2 separate regions of the Mus musculus genome follow, and region 2 is linked to region 1. A link is a contact called in public Hi-C data. All regions are on one chromosome and are shown on one strand. The core of a region is the stretch at or near the end of the contact, and the rest is flanking DNA. Distances in the headings are between cores, read along the strand shown. Region 1 has its middle 26 kb from the start of Gm41177. Region 2 overlaps Zfp395 (zinc finger protein 395).

What was found. A called contact is a pair of places that touch in the nucleus more often than the background predicts.
Region 2: a contact with region 1 is called in a Hi-C map of the MNK3 cell line, with 2.8 times the contacts expected there. The contact joins two enhancer-like sites. A contact is called at or near these places in 11 of 484 Hi-C or Micro-C datasets (B cells, CD8 T cells, the G1E-ER4 cell line and 7 more), 6 of 115 datasets of contacts at active chromatin or transcription factors (bone marrow-derived macrophages, embryonic midbrain, embryonic stem cells and 3 more) and 4 of 9 other capture datasets (adipose tissue, embryonic stem cells, liver and 1 more).

What each region holds. Positions count from the first base shown.
Region 1 is chr14:65,144,647-65,147,346 of GRCm38.p6, forward strand. It overlaps a transcript of Extl3 not described here. Among named protein-coding and RNA genes, the nearest start is that of Gm41177, 26 kb to the right of the region's middle. Within about 2 kb of position 1,330, at least 25 of the 459 cell types and tissues checked have an H3K27ac peak or open chromatin away from gene starts, as enhancers often do. A contact at or near this core is called in the G1E-ER4 cell line and the MNK3 cell line, where this site is marked.
Region 2 is chr14:65,380,433-65,383,150 of GRCm38.p6, forward strand. All of the region lies in intron 1 of Zfp395 (zinc finger protein 395), which reads left to right. Among named protein-coding and RNA genes, the nearest start is that of Zfp395, 23 kb to the left of the region's middle. Within about 2 kb of position 1,274, at least 174 of the 459 cell types and tissues checked have an H3K27ac peak or open chromatin away from gene starts, as enhancers often do. A contact at or near this core is called in the G1E-ER4 cell line and the MNK3 cell line, where this site is marked.

The sequences.
Region 1 (2,700 bases), core at 80-2,579:
AGCAGGAGAAAGGGAAACGATGCATCTATATATGTTAGGTGCTGGGAAGATGGCTCAGGCAGGAAGGTGCTTGCCTTGCAAGGACCCGAGTTCAATCCCCAGAACCTGTATAAAAAAGCCAAGGGTTGTGGCAAGTGCATGTCCTTCCACACATTAGGAAGGTGGAACCAAAGGGGATTCTTGGGGCGCTCTAGTAGAAAGAGGAGAAACCCCCCCCCAGGCTGAGAAACCCTGTCTGTCTCTCCTCTGTCTCTGTCTTTCTGTTCCTCTCTCTGTATCTGTCTCTCTGTTCCTCTCTCTGTCTCTCTGTCTGTCTGTCTCTCTGTCTCTCTCTCTCTCTTTCTCTCCCTCCCTCCCTCCCTCCTTCTCCCTATAAGGTCACAACTCTCTTAAGAGCAGACTGGCAGACTGAACACTTGGCCAGAGCAGACAGCAGGCGATGCTAGATAAGGCCCTTCTGTTTGAGGACCCAGAGATTCAGCTGAGGAGATGACAGCTCATGTGAGACGCTACAGTGGAGACAGCTACCAACCGTGACGGCCTGCACTTTTCAAATGCTGTCTTTGTTTTTGGACTATGTTGCTCCACCCATCACGAAATAGCCACAAGAATACCTGAATCGCCAGAAGACTTGATTCAAATACTGTCTGGTTTTTGTCTGTCTGTATGTAGCCCAGGGATCCGTCGTCATAGAGGCTCTCTCCCTCTGCTCACCTCCATCATCACCCTCACAGCCCATTCTCTGAACCCTTGGGGACCACACACTCCAACCACTTCCGAACCACAGCAAGTGGGAGGCAGACGTGGAACAGCATAAGCAGCAAACCTTTTTTTTTTTCTTTTTTTCAGACAGGGTTTCTCTAACATAGTTCTGGTGACCTGGAGCTCGCTATGTAGACCAGGCTGGCCTCACACTGTGAGCTGCTCCTGCTTCTGCCTCCTAGGTGCAGGAATTAAAAGCATGGATTCCAAGCCCCACCTCTGAATGTGCTCTAAGCCATCTCTCCAGCGTCACATCTTCCATGATGTTCTTACCTCCCCCCCTTTCTGGTTTTTATCTGTTTACGCTGTTGTTTTAGGACGGGGTCTCTCGTGAACCTCAGGTTGACCTTGAGTTTATTTTATAGCTGAGGCTGGCCTGGAACTTCTGGTCCTCTACATCTACCACCCAAGTGCTGGGATTACACGCAGGCGCCACTATGCCTGGCTGCATTTTACCACCTTGATACCCAGAACCAGCAGCCAAACGCATACATTTCTAACCACACAGTCTCTGTTATCAGTGGTATGTTTATAACTTGCTGCCACAAGGCTAACAAGATAAAAGACCTGGTTAGCTTCCTGCTTGGACGGGTGGAGCAGCTTCATCAGCTCAGAGTCTTTGTTGGTACCAAGCACTAGTCTGGCCAGCGAGGATAGATTTTGGTTTCACATACTTACTGTGCCTGGGCCTGTGCAGTGACCCTGGGTCAATGACTTAGTAACCCTGAGCTAGCCTCTTCTCATCTATAAGTAGAGCAGGCTAAAGAGCACTAGCTATATCTCTGGCTGTCTTACAGTCTTGGGCTCTGGTGATCTGTCATCAAAGAATCTAGCCAGTATTCTTTTCTTGGGCTGGATTGTATAAAATACCTTTTACCTATTTTTCTCCCCCGAGGAATTGCATTTTTGATCTTACCTTATCTCAAATTTGACACAAGCACCTAGACAATATGATGGCTAATGAGACTTTTTCTGTATATGATAAAATATATAAAGACATACAATGTACTATATTAGCCATTAATTTTTTTTTGAGATAAGGTTTCACTAAGTTGCCTTTGGCTGGCCTGTAACTCTGTGCAGTCCAGGCTAGTCTTGAATTCACAGACATCCACCTATTTGTTTTCCCAGTGCTCAGATTCAAGGTATGCATGTGTCTTAGGGTTTCCATTGCTGTGAAGAGACATGACCACGGCAACTCTTATAAAGGAAACCATTTTACTGGGGCTGTGTGACAGTTTGTGTATGCTCAGCCCAGGGAGTGGTACTATTAGAAGGTATGGCCCTGTTGGAGTAGGTGTGTCACTGTGAGAGTGGGCTTTAAGACCCTCATCCTAGCTGCTTGGAAGCCAGTATTCTGCTAGCAGTCTTCAGATGAAGATATAGAACTCTCAGCTCCTCCTGCACCATGCCTGCCTGGATGCTGCCATGTTCCCACCTTGATGATAATGGACTGAATCTCTGAACCTGTAAGCCAGCCCCAATTAAATGTTATCCTTTATAAGACTTGCCTTGGTTATGGTGTCTGTTCACAGCAGTAAAACCTTAATTAAGACAGGCTGGTTTACAGTGTCAGAGGTTCAGTCCCTATCATCATGGTGGGAAGCATGGCAGCTCGAAGGCACACTTAGTGCTTGAGGAGACAAGAGTTCTACATCTTGATTGGAAGGCAACCAGGAAGAGATTATCTTCTATAGGCAGCCAGGAGGAGGGTCTCCACCCACACTGGGTGGAGGCTGAGCATAGGAAGTCTCAAAGCCCATCCCCACAGTGACACACTTCCTCCAGTAAGGCCACGCCTACTCTAACAAGGCCACACCTCCTAATAGTATCACTTCCTATGGGCCAAGCATATTAAAATCATCAAAGCATGGATACTTAGTTCATTTTTCTGGGCTTCTTCATGGCCGGAGGTTGGCAGGAGGAGATTCTTCATGT
Region 2 (2,718 bases), core at 24-2,523, 240 kb after region 1:
TAAAAACTCAGGCTACTGTGTATGCGCTGGGTGTGAGATCTCTGTAAAGACACGAAAACAGGGGTTTAATAGGAGCCTCTTGTCTTCATTTCAACCCTCATCATCAACTTGGTGAACGTCAGGGCTTTTGCAGTTAGAAACCTCGCTGTAAACCTCACCTCCTCAACTCTGACACAAGTCCCATGCGTTGTGTAATAAGCCGCTGGCTTCTGACCTGTGTCCTGGAAGTGCTGCTGGGTGATGTCATGGCATGCCGCAATGCCCCTGGGTGGTGAGAGGCACAGCCGTCAGATGCAGCTCTGTGCACTTGCAGACGTGTGCTGAGAGAAAGAGAGAGAGAGAGAGAGAGAGAGAGAGAGAGAGAGAGAGAGAGGCCGTTGTCCAGTAGCCATCATGTGATGAATGGCAGTTTGTGATTCTGGACCATCGAGTTTGTTTTACTGTTCTGTCAGGTTCAGTTAGGTAACGGAGAGCAGATGTCTGCATTAAAGGCCATTAGCACATCAGGATGCGTTTGCTGAGGCTGGTCGTTGACCAAAGCACATAAGCGATCCCTTTCCTATGGACAGCATTTGGGACTCCAGATGCCCCTTAGGACGTTCTGAGACCACTTTATGAGTTTATGACCCATCAAGGGATCTGTAAGTGGAGAACGTAAAACCGGAAAGGCAGCGTTTAGCTACATGCTGAAATCCAGTCCTCGTTACTTTACAATACAGGTTTCCTAATTTTCTCTGCTGCCACAGAAAAGAGTCACGTGGCAAATTAGAAGGCTGGCTGGTTCTGGAACCATGAGTATTTCTCAAGAAAGCTTCCTGGTGGGGGAAGAGGGTCCTGAAAGAGGCCAGCTGGAGGGTGCGTGCATACTAGGAGGCAGGGTGAGACCCGCCATGCCAATTGACCAGCTAGCACTTCCAAAATAGGTGTGACTTTGCTCCTCTACCCATCTTTCCGGCCAACTTCTGTCATTATTGCCCCATTACTTCTGAATCCTGAAAGCATAATGTGTGTTTTTGAGTGGATTTTTGGAGAAAGTAGCCAGCCTGTGGAAGCAGGCCAGGAGCAGAGTTGCCTATTTGCGCAGATCTCTCTGGCTTCTGGAAGGTACAGGCTTACCAACCAACAGAAGAGCATTCTTTAAAAAGAAGACAGGCTTCCAAAAACAGCGTCAGAGTTTGTTGCCCAAACATCTCAGGTTCTTTCTGAAGACTGGGAACCAAGGTTTGGAAACACCGCCGGCTTCATTTTCAGTACTAGAAACCCCAAACTTCCGGCTCAGCAAAGCTCCTGGGTTTCTTTTGGGGGAAGGGAGGGCAAGCAAAGGACTGCTGGTTTCTCTGTATTAGTACTGCCACCTGTTGTCAGTCAGTGACATTACACGTTAGCTTTCTTTTGCTCTGTGCTCCTTTTTTTCCTGTGCCTGTTCTTGAACCTAGGGCCTCTCTTACACCAGGGACACTCTACACTGGGTCACACAGCCTGACCGGTGGCTGCAGTTTAAAAGCCATTTATCTGGGGCACCTTTTATTTTTAATTTGTAGTCACAAAGTTCTCAGAGTGTGAAGGCACCAGCCACCTAACTTGGAGATTCTGCATGCCATATTCTTGCTTTGTTTCTTGGGGACTCCTGATCAAGCTGCCAGTATATCAGATTACAGACTTTGAGCAGAGAACTGGCTTTTCCTTTCTCCCCTCCCTCCCCTCCCTTCCCCTCCCTTCCCTTCCCCCTTCCCACCACTCCATTTGTTAATTCATTCTTTTGTTCTTTTTGAGACTGGCTTTCTGTGTAGCCCTGGCTGTCCTGGAACTCAGACCAGGCAGGCCTTGAACGCAGAGATCCGTCTGCCTCTGCCTGCAGAGAGCTGGGCTCAAAGGAGTGCTCCACCATCGCCTGGCTGCCTCTTTCTTATTATCCTTTTGCTGTTATTGTTTTGCTTTTTCTTTTTTATTATATTTTTAAAATTTAAAACAGATTTGAACAGATCGAATTGAAATGTTTCGATCATATTCTTCAGTCCATCCAGTCCATCCAGATCTTCTCCCCTCCCCTCCCTATCCAATTTTAAGTTCTTTCTCAAAGCAAACAAAAACAAACAAAAATCCAACACAACAACACCCCCCACCCACCCAACACCAAGAAGACAAAATAAAGCAACACCCAACAGAAAGAAAAAACACAAAACTTCAACAACAGCAACAACAACAAAAAGTAGCAAAAAAGCCTCGTGCAGTTATGTTGCTACTCCTGGACGTGAGGCCTGCCCTGGAGGGGTTGACACACCCAGTGCCATTCCTTCGGGGAAGATTGATGTCCCTCTCCCGCAGGCGCAAGGATCAGTTCTATTGACCACCTTTACCCAGGTGGCTAGCTTTTCATTCATCGTGTGTTTATCCATTTAAGAAAGCATGACAAAGCCTGGCACAGGCCTTAACCCCATCTCTCGGGAGGCAGGTAGATCTTTGCTAGTTCAAGGCCAGCCTGGTCTGCAAAGCAAGCTCTAGGACAGCCAGGGCTACACAGAGAAACCCTGTTTCAAAATACATCCCCTCCCCCCCACCTCGGGGGCCCCCCAAAGTGTAAGATAAAACACGAGCTATCACATGGAAGTTGGACAGGACAAACCAACATAAGGAAAAGAGCCCAAGAGAAGACACAGCAACCGGAGAGCCTCTTGTTTGCACATTCAGGGACATCATGAAAACACTATGTATGGGCTT